Linked DNA regions of Sus scrofa: region 2 is linked to region 1. Evidence: chromatin contacts called from public HiChIP or PLAC-seq data. All regions are on one chromosome and are shown on one strand. The core of a region is the stretch at or near the end of the contact, and the rest is flanking DNA. Distances in the headings are between cores, read along the strand shown.

Region 1 (5,051 bases), core at 736-3,235:
TGTTAGGTCGAGATCCTCCAGGCTGAGACTTTAAATCGGACCTAGCAAGGACAAACATGGGAGTGACACAGATCAAGCCAGAGGGGCTTTCTCGGACTCAGCCCAAAGCATCCTCTCAAAAGCCCTCCAGACGTCTCAGGTTCCCCAGTCCTCAGGCAGATCGCCTATAGCCACGGCTATTCCTAGACGTGGCCCAAAGGTTTTTCTAAGTGGAATCCTCATTTCTGAGAGGCCTCAAAAGGCAAAATGTGCCCTCCCTGGTGTGGCTGCCACCAGGGTCTCAGGCCTCCTGGGGTCACCACTTTCCGGAGTGTGCCTCAGAGCTCTGGGACACCCCCGTCCCCCCAACTGCCCTGTCCCCAGCAACACGCTGAACTTATGCTCCAGAGCCCCAACAGTACCAGGAGCTGCTCCAACTGATTACACTGTCCCGTGTCTCGATCCGGAAACCACACACCAGCCCTGCCAGCACCACCAAGCTTGGGGCAGAGCCTCAAAGCGGGTGGCAGCTCTGAAAGCAGGACACTTCCACCTTGCAAGCAAGTTGGCGGAGGGGTAGGGGCAAAACTGCCAGAGGCCCCCAAACAAAGAAAAGATAAGGAAATCACATGTCTTTTAGTACAAAAGATTTTCTTCCCTGAAATCCCATGAGAAGACAGCCCACCAGCATTCTGGGACCTTACCCACCAACGTTAGGGCTACACCTGATGGCTGCTTTCGGCCCAACCTGGGACCCCAAACCTAGCCCCCCACCACCCACATGTAAGCTGCAGCCAAGCACCCCTCCTCCACCAGTCACTAGGCAACCTTCAGGAGACTCCACGGTGCTGCCTAAACGTGCAGCTCATTCACTGCCCACACAGAATTTTATTACTATTGGTTTTTGTATGAGTCAGCCTTTCTTGATAAGCTGGTTTGAATGCTTTTTTAAAAAAAACTACGACCGCTCTAGACAAACAGTAAGCATTTGGGAACTCAGACAGGAAATTCGCTTTTCAGACGCTCCACGTGGGTGCCTTGCAATCAGACAGGGTATTACTCCGCTCCAAGGCCTCTGACGGACTAAGCCGAGTTACGGCCAGAGGCGCGAGGCGGGGACCTACTGGCTCTCTCTGCGGAATTCCAGGCGAGGTGGAGACGAATGAATGAAACGCACGTGGGTTCTGGGCCCAGGGCCCTTAGGTCTAAAACTGCGGGGTCGGCCTGGAACAGGGGATGGGGGGGATGGCCGGAGGCGGCCTGGGGATGGTCCAGGAGTGCGGGGACAGCGGGGACGCGGGCGCGCGGCGATCTCGGCTCCCCCTCCCCGCGTCCCCAGGTTCCCCCCGCCGGTACTCACGCACGCATAGGCAGGCCACGAGCTTGGCGGCCTCCTCCGGCACCGGGCAGGTGGGGAAGAGCGGCTTGAGCAGGTAGGTGGCGAAGACGAGCGCCACGATGTACTGCGAGGAGGGCCGGATGATGAGCAGCTCGATCCAGAGCTTGAGAAAGGCGGGCAGCGAGCCGTACACTTCGAGCATGTAGGCGTAGTCGCCGCCAGACTTGGTGATGGTGGTGCCCAGCTCGGCGTAGCAGAGCGCGCCCACGATGGAGAAGACGCCGCAAACGGCCCACACCACCAGCGCCAGCCCGGGCGAGCCCGCCTCCTTGAGCACGCCGGTGGGCGTCACGAAGATGCCCGAGCCGATGATGGTGCCCACGATGATAGCCACGCCGTTGAGCAGGGTGATGTTGCGCTGCAGGGTCACGCCCTCACCCTCCGCCGGCCGCGCGGCCAGCATCCGCTCCCGCGCCTGGCGCTCCTCCTCTGTGGCCGCCGCGGGAGCCGCCGGCGGGCGCCGCTTCAGGCCGGGGCCCGCCATGCTGCCGCGCGAGCCAGGCAGGGCGAGGGCGGGGCCGGGGCTGGGGCTGGGGCCGGACACCGGGAGCGCGCCGCCCACTGGAGACAGCCGGTTCCCACGGCGCTGCCGCCAAGCCGCTGCGTCAGCCCGTGCTGCGCCGCCGCCCTTTATACGCCGCCGCCGGCCCCGCCCCGCCCGCCAGGCCCCGCCCCAAGCCCCGCCTGCGCGGCGCGCCCCGCCCCTCGCCTCCAGCCGCCCTGCCCGCGGTCGGTCGGCCGGCTCGGTGGTTCAGTCCCGCAGGTGGAGCGTGCAGACTCTGTCCGGCCGCGGCTGGCTCGCGATCTGGGCCCCAAGTGCTCCCCGGAGGCCTCGGCCGGTTCCCCGTGTGGAGCGCGCCGACCGCGTGCAGCCAAGCGTGGCGGGCCGTCCCGGTCCCGCGCGGTCCCGGGAGACCCAGGCCGGTGCCCCACACGTGGAGAGCCCCGGCCGCGTCCCCGAACCTGGCGGACGCGGATGGTCCTGGCCCCGCGGTGTACCGGAGGACCCCAGCCCGGCTCCTCGCAAGTGGAGCGTGCTGACCGCGTCCCACCGAGCCTGGCGGACGGGTACCCGCAGCGCTTCGTGCACGTGGAGGGCCAGGCACCTTGCCCTCCTCACCGGCTCCCTCAGTGGCCCAGAGCAAGCACCCAGGGACCTCGATGCTGCAGTGTGGGCCTGGGCGATAAGGCAGGGCCAACCTGAGGCCACAGCACAGGATGGGTGGGATTTGGGGAGGCTCTGGGGCTCAGAGAAGACCTGCCTGCCCCCTGGAGTGTGCCCAGGCCCGGTGTGGCTCTGGCTTCCTGTTCCTGAGGTGATAGGATCTGCTCATCCTAGGGGCTTGGGCGCTATGAAAATGATCAGAACTGAGCGGGAGCCCCTGGAGGAAGCTCCAGGTTGGGCCTGGGGTCCTGAACTCAGAGAAGGGGGAAGCGCTGGAGGCCTCATGGGAGCTCATTCCTGGGCTCCGAAATTCCCATGTTTATCCCAAGGGAAACCTCCTTGCCAAAGAGCAGCATCCAGGGCGCGGCTTGGAGAAACAGCGACAGAGGTGCTGGAAAACCAGGAATCTGCAGAAGCTTAGCTAAATTGATAAAGCAGGGATTCCCTGGAGGAGCACGGTGAGAACCCCTCCCCCACATCTAGCTGGAATATCCAAAGGTAGGCTGCAAGATGAAGGGGCTCTAGCCTTATTCTTTCTTTCTTTTTTTTTTTTTTTTTTTTTGGTCTTTTCTGTCTTTTTAGGGCCCCACCCACAGCATATGGAGGTTCCCAGGCTAGGCGTCTAATTGGAGCTATAGCTGCCATCCTATACCACAGGCACAGCAACGCCAGATCCGAGCCACGTCTGCGACCTACTCCACAACTCATGGCAACGCCAGATCCTTAACCCACTGAGCGAGGCTACAGATCAAACCTGCAACCCCATGGTTCCTAGTCGGATTCGTTTCCGCTGCGCCACGACGGGAACTCCTTGAGCCGTATTCTTAAAGAACTCCAGATTTCTGGATAGGAAGTGTGGCCAGGTACTAGTGGTCAGAATCAGAAGAGGACGTGCAGGAAACCCAATCATTTCCGGCTTAGAAGCAGGAAAGGATGAGAAATACTTGCTGATTGGCATTCCCGTCGTGGTTCAGTGGTTAACAAACCAGACTAGCATCCATAAGGATGCGGGTTAGATCCCTGGCCTCGCTCAGTGGGTTAAGGAGCTGGCGTTGCCATGAGCTGTGGTGTAGGTCGCAGACACGACTTGGATCCCGAGTTACTGTGGCTGTGATGTAGGCTGGCAACTACAGCTTTGATTGGACCCCTAGCCTGGGAACCTCCACAGGTGTGGCCCTAAAAAGACCAAAAAAAAAAGAAGAAGAAGAAAGAAAGAAATACTTGTGGATTAAGCTGACATGCACACAGGGAAAGAATTTAGAGTCCCATCTCAGGGGAGTTTAGCCAGGGTGAGCCATTAGTGTTGCTAGTTTGTTTTGGCTGTGCCCGTGGCATGAAGAAGTTCCTAGGCCAGGGATCGAACCCCCACCACAGCAGTAACCAGAGCCACAGCGGTGACAACGCTGGGTCCTTAACCCCCTGAGCCCCCGGGGGCTCCCAGGGCATGTCATTTGGACTTTCCACATCCCACCAGTCAAACCCGGCCCCCCCAACATGCCAGCCCTTCATCTGTGACGGTCCAGTCCAATGACCTGTCCATCACACAAATACTAACTTGCAAGATGTCTAAGTTGGTGGCTCCGGGGGGGAATCAAAAGTCATCTCTCTGCTCTTGTTCTCCCGCTATCTTTTCAGAGGATGCCGCTTGGCGGGAGGCCAGAAGACCAAGGGCTGAGCGGACTTCCTGAGCCTTTATCAGGCGCTGTGCTGAGCCCCGGGTGTGCACATTCTTATTTAATGGAGGAAGTGCCACTTTCTTTGTCGACGAGGATGTGGAGGCTTGGCAGAGCAAGGGACCTTGTTTGACCAGGAGGTGGGCTGCAGCCCCATCCTTCAGGGCCTGAACTCAGCTGGTGTACTTCCCGTCCTGCGGCACCCACCCCTTGCTGTTTCTTTACCTCTAGGCCGTTCAACAGCTAAGACTTGACCGTCTCAGCATGCACTTCAGTTTCACGTGGAAGGCGGTTAGTTGGCCATGCTCTCGGGGAGGGTCCCAAACTCCTCCACCTGGTGTTCCTGCCGCTGACACCTGCAGGTCGTCCCCTGTGCAGGCCCCTGCACTGGCTCCAGGCCCATGACAGCAAGTGCCTCCTCTAGACGCCAGAGATGCAGTCAAGAATTGCATATGAGAGCGTGAAATTAACAACCCTGATAGGCCAGAGAAGCAGGGCAAGGAAGCGGGCCAGTCCCATCCAGCTTCCCTGGAGTACCACTAACAAGGGCGGCGGAGGACGGAACGGGATGTGCCTCCTGTGGGGGCTCCTGGGAAGCCGTGCCAGACGGAATATCGGGAGGGTGAGGACACCCCAGGGGCATTTCTACCGTCCCACGGCAGTTACGCCATCACTGTCAGTTTCTACTTAGTTTTCATGAGACCACCCTAGATTTCCAATGGCAAACTTGCCTTGGGAGACGTATATATAATAAAACATATGTTTGTCTCAGACCTGCCTAGTGCAAGTGGAAGAAAACCCTTACCCAGAACTCAACTCTAAAAAAACCAAAAAA
Region 2 (5,636 bases), core at 2,117-4,616, 81 kb before region 1:
TCGTGGGTTAAGAACCCTACTAGTATCCATGAAGACTTGGGTTCAATCCCCAGCCTCACTCAGAGGATTAAGGATCCGGCCTTGCTGCGAGGCAGAGCGTAGATCACAGAATCGGCTCAGATCCGGTGTGGCTGTGGCGGAGGCCGGCAGCTGCAGCTGATAATTCAACCCCTAGCCTGGGAACTTCGACATACCACAGATGCAGCCCTAAAAAGCAAAAAACAAAACAAAAACAAAAAACTGGGCTCAAATGAAAACGTCCACCCCCCACGCCTGACTGTTATGCTCGGCTTGGATGATAACCTGACAAACAGGCAAAAAAACCCCCAACTGCTCACGCAACGTACTCGTCGCAGAGCAGGGAAAGCTGTGTCCCCTCCGGAGCTGGTCACCCTGCTCCCCACCTCCACGCGGTGACGACTACATCCCACGTGCGAGGCTGGCAGGGTTCAATGCTGGAGCCGGGCCTCCACTCAAGCCTCAGGGAAAATGAAGCAAACGAGTCTCAGACCAGACAGGAGGCTCATGTCATGAGGGCACCCCCCCTCCCCTTCTAAGAAAGACACGCCTTCCCTTTATGGGTCATGCGGCCTCCCCAGGCGCCTAACTTGGTGCCCTTCCTGTCTCGCCTCAATTCTGCTGGGAGCAGATGTAAGAACTACAGAGCCCTGGATCGAATGACACGAGAACTGGAATTCAGAAGCCGAGGGGACAAGAGGAAAAAGAAGCCAATGAAAACCACAGCCTGCGTGGGAATTCCTGTTGTGGCGCAGTGGGTTTAGAATCCGACTAGCTGTGTGGTTGTGGTGTAGGCCGGCACCTACAGCTCCAATTCAAGCCCTAGCCCGGGAATTTCTTTATGCCCCAGGTGCGGCCCTTAAAAAAAAAAAAAAGGAAACCACAGCCTGCTCATTCCTGTTCCTTTCACGAGTGTCTGACATCCTAGAAAAGACTCAGGAGTTCCTCACATAAACTACAAATTCATTTAAAACAGCTTAGAGACGATACACATTTCACAGTCACACTTTTCATGTCAGAATTTAAAAGCATTTTGATTGAATGTAGCAAAAAGCCATCATGATTTTTAAGTTTCCCACCTGTGACAGGCACCTTAAAAACCTAAGCACTGGAGTTCCCTGGTGGCTCAGTGGGTTAAGTACCCGGCACCTTGGGTCCCTGCTATGGCACAGGTTCAATCCCTGGCCCAGGAATTCCCACACAGAGTGGATGCAGCCACAAACAAACCAACCCTAAGCACCAAGGGAAAGCTCACTGGGAGGCCACAGAGGTCACCAGGTGGAGGCTCTCGACCCCCGTCTCCCTGACGATGGGCGGCTGTGCCGGGAGGCCTGCTTCCATGTTTCTGGAGACAAGAAAGCTGAGGAACCTCCTTCCCATGTTCTTCAGAAGCGGAAGTGAAAAATACGTTTCGTGGCAGCTGATCTGCGGGGCTTAACGATGAAAACGCCCCACGGGCCCGTTTACTTTGAAAACACAGCATCTATTTGAAGCAGTGTTCCAACATCAGCCAGAAAACTGCCAGACGCTGCCCGAGTCCGCGTCTGCCTACCTGGGAGACGGCGGGGAGCAGGGCGTCTCCACGACCTGAGTCCTCCTGGCATCCAGCGTCTGGAAGTGCGCTATGAGAGCTTCCAGGTCTTCCTGCGGGCAGACAGGCAGTCACACGTGAGACGTTTTCTTAAACCGTAGCACGCGGCCAAGGGCCTGGGTCAGCTTTCCCAGCCCCTGAATTAAACCTTGTTCCCCCTGAAATGCATGCAAATACTCAAAGCTTCCAGAACGCGGCACGTGTGTATCTCCTTCCAAGCGCTCTCTCCTCCCTCCGCCAGGGCCTTCCTCTCAGACAAGCCCACTCAACTCTGCACAAACATCTCCATCCACCCCCTGCAACCCAGGCCTGGGCTGCCCCACCAGCCTGCCTCGCTGTCTGCAGAGCAGAGTTTGGTATTTCCCTGTTCTTTTGTTTGTTTTGTTTCCACCTTCCTCCCACCTCAAGAACAAAATGTAAGCTCCAAGGGAGCCAGACTTGTCTGCCTGCTTAGAACACACCTGCACGGCTGAGGCTCAGCAAGGATCAGCTGCAGCTTATCTGTGTGAGGAGGTCTCCAATTTCACAAGCGCAGAAACAGAATTAGAAGTTAAAGCCAATGACGATTTCTGCGCAGGGCAGGATGAGGGCCCCCCACCCCCAGGGATGCACGATCTGTCTGTGAAGGGCAGATGAGACTGAGGTGGGAAGAAGGTGAGGGACAGAGCAGGTCCGGAGAGCCGGCCGCTTTATCAGCCCCAGTGCTGAGAACACTAACGCCCACCAGGCGAGGGCAGCCAGGAAGCATCTGAGAGGAAGCCTCAAGGTGGTGTGGCTGGAGGGGCTGAACGCAGGGAGAGCGCTGGAGAGCACGTGGAGCCCACGTGATGCAGGTCTCCAGGGCAGGGGGAAGACATGGGGCTTCAAGAGGACACTGAAAGGGGGGGAGGGGGGGTCTGGGTGAAAGTCAATGAGGTATCTGAGACATGAGCTCTGTGCTGGACAGAACTCCAAGCTGTCCCCCAAGACCACCCCGCTTGGCCCCCCAGATGAGAAACAATGGGAGACAATGGGAGGTAACGCCCAACCCCATTACTGAACAGGTGAGGGAAGCGAGACATGAGCGACTTAGGAAGACATGAGTATGGGAATGTGGCCAAGAACTCTGGAATAAGGGACGTCTGGTCCAATTACAACTCCAAGCCACTGCACAGCTGTGTCACCTGTTAGCAAAACTCCCTAACGGGCTTGGTTGTGAGAGCACCCTCCTGACACACAGCAAACACCCATTAACCACTGTGAGTCGCCCCAGGTTAGGGAGCCCGAGAGTAAGGATCAATAGGGAGCGGAAAGCTCGCCTCTAAGGTCACCGCTGATCCTGCTCAGGAGGAGGGAGAGACAGGAGGAAGGGGGTTGCCAGCAACTGTTAGGGAACGTCCCGCAGTTCCACCTGCTGCCTCCACAGACGCTCCCAGCTCAGGGCTGCCGTGAGGATCTTCCACCCACTTTTAAAGACTTGGACTGACGCTTACAGAGGCGCGCCCGTTCGGCCCGGCAACGCCTGCGACCGCGGACGAAGGAGGCCAACCGAGGAGCCGGGCGGCCCGCGCGGGGGCCTGTCCGCCGGCCCCACTCACCTCCTCCTTCCGCGAGCGCTTGGACACCTTCTTCTCCATCTTGGCGGCCGTCTTCTCCGCCCCGCGGCCCTTCTTCTCCTTCTTCCCCTTCTTGCCCATCTCGCCGGGTGCGAACAAGCGCCAGGGCCGCGCCGGGACGGTAGCTGAGGAGCGGGCGGCCGGAGGCGCGCCGGAAATACGCTCTGGGGGCGGCGCGTGGAACGCCGTCACTTCCGGTCAGGCGCGCATGCGCCTCCAGGTGCGTGGGCGGGCCTGGTACCCTGGAGGGATGCTTCCGTGATTTTTGGAAATGGCTTCGGGCTGTGGGTGGCGTCCGCCTAGAAGCCGCGGGGCCGCCACCCCGTCCCCTCCGCCCGCACCCCCAGCCCTCTCCCGTCTCCCGGGACCCGGCCACGTCTGCAGGCCGGCTTCAGTGTTCACTGTATTTATGCGCGTTGTTAACCCTTGCAAAGTGACCTAGTTGGCTGACTCAGTGAATGAGCCGCGTTTTGTCCACGGCGGACCCTCACGCAAATCTGGTGATTGCTGTGGCTGCCATCTCGGAAGAAGCTCATAGGTTCTGGGATTCACAGACCCTAAGCGAAGGCACTCGCTTCTCCACGTAAAAACAAAACAGAACAAAAACACCAGGTAACTGTTAAGGGGTGAGGATGCTGTGCTCAGCAAGAAAAACAGCGCTGCCACTCCGCCTTCTAGGTGACTGTCTTCAAGTGTCCTGTGTTAGGGGACTTGTTTCTCCATCATCGACGCGGCAGGGCTAATGACACCCCCCTCCAAGGGCTGTTTTCCAAGGCTGAGAGCCCAAAACCGCCTGCCAGGATTCAACTCAAAACACCGTGGTAAATGGGAAAAGCCATATGTAGGACATGGAATGCTGTAGTTCAGACAGAGCAGAGTGAAAAACGCCTCTCCTTGCTGAGCTGTCATCTTTGGGCTTGTAATTAAGGAAAAAGAAGAAATTAAGAACAAGCACGAACATTGTGACAGGGAAAGCATAAATGAGGAAATTATCTCCTTTCCTACTATGTAGGTGAACCACCGCAAGGCTCAACCTTAAATCACTTTATGCCTTTTACCAAGGGGGAGGGGGGTGGTGGGAGTTTGGGATTAGCAGATGCAAACTATTGTATGTAGAACGGATAAACAGCAAGGTCCTCCTGTTTGGCACAAGGAACTACATGCAAAAGCCTGTAATAAACCATAATGGAAAAAAGTAAAGATATATCTGAATCACTTCTCCATACAGCAGAAATTAACACAACATTGTAAATCAACTATAATTTTTAAAGGCGCTCCCGTTGTGGCTCGGTGGGTTAAGAACCCAACTAGTATCCATTAAGGTGTAGGTTCGATCCCTGGCCTCGCTCAGTGGGTTAAGGATCCAGTGTTGCCACACGCTGCAGCATAGGTCCCAGGTGGTGCTCAGATTTGACGTTGCTGTGGCTGTGGTGTAGGATGGCAGCTGCAGCTCTGATTCGACCCCTAGCCTGGGAATTTCATATGCTGCAGGTGTGGCCATAAAAAGAAAAAAAGTAGTAAATCAAAAAGAAAAAGAAAAGAAAATCGCCTTCATCCAATCAATTTGCTAAGCACTGAGCAGCCAGACAGGAATGCTTCTTCAGCCAACTCCAAGCCTTGTCCATAAATCCAGTCTTTAAGGAAAAATAAAATAAAAATTGAAGAACTGTTGGTGGAAGGAAGATACAAAAGGATTCAGGATGCGGCCAACCTCTGCACTGATTGTAGGAGAATGAGAAAACATTTGTGAAGATGGAAGAAAGACCCAGCTAGAAGCAGATTAGAGAGGACAAGCAGAATTTCATGGGAACCTGGCTCCTGAGCCTGCAGACATAAGCACCTTCAGCAATGAGCTACGAATGGCCACAGCCTCCCTCTTGGCCCTTGGAAAGCGTTCCTTTCCCTCCAGTGCAATACGACGCTAAGAACGTGCTTGACCCTTTTATATTTTTGTGAGAATTTTGGGTAACCTGGAGGCGACACACTTGAAACAAAATGGCCCTTCAGTCTCTGCACATCTGTCTGCAGTGCATTACAGTCTTGGCCTCTTACAAGCTGCGAGAGAGGGAGTTGTTCCCCACAGGAGATTTGGAAGGATCTGGTAGATACAGGATTTAATACTTTTATTATCTGAAAGAATTTTGAAGCCAAATTGGAAGGCTCTTGGATTTATATGTGTCACGGTGATTTACGTGAGGTCGAAACCCTCATTACCGAGAAAGGAGAACAGAACATTTAAAATGAGATCAGACTCCTAAAATAGGAAAAAGATTAAGTACAAGGTCCAATTTTAGTGAAATTCACACTGTTGAAACTTTAATGGACAATCCTAAATCTATCATCAATTTTGTGTCTTTTGTGTGTTCACGCGCCCTCTGCTGCCTGCAAGCTGAAAACCAGAAGAGAAAAAATCATGCATGTAATCTAATTAC

What was found. HiChIP or PLAC-seq counts read pairs in DNA pulled down with a chosen protein or histone mark.
Region 2: an H3K27ac HiChIP or PLAC-seq map of skeletal muscle shows a contact between it and region 1, with 3 times the contacts expected there. The contact joins the promoter of KLHDC4 here to the promoter of SLC7A5 in region 1. A contact is called at or near these places in 3 of 5 promoter capture datasets (fetal liver, fetal skeletal muscle and liver), 28 of 47 Hi-C or Micro-C datasets (alveolar macrophages, blood, brain and 13 more) and 2 of 2 datasets of contacts at active chromatin or transcription factors (alveolar macrophages and skeletal muscle).

The regions. Positions count from the first base shown.
Region 1 is chr6:1,542,874-1,547,924 of Sscrofa11.1, reverse strand. SLC7A5 (a long non-coding RNA gene) reads right to left here and starts at 1,985. Exons shown (of 10, transcript XR_002344446.1): 1 at 1,340-1,985.
Region 2 is chr6:1,624,784-1,630,419 of Sscrofa11.1, reverse strand. KLHDC4 (kelch domain containing 4) reads right to left here and starts at 3,366. Exons shown (of 12, transcript NM_001243840.1): 1 at 3,187-3,366; 2 at 1,571-1,662. The coding sequence starts at 3,285.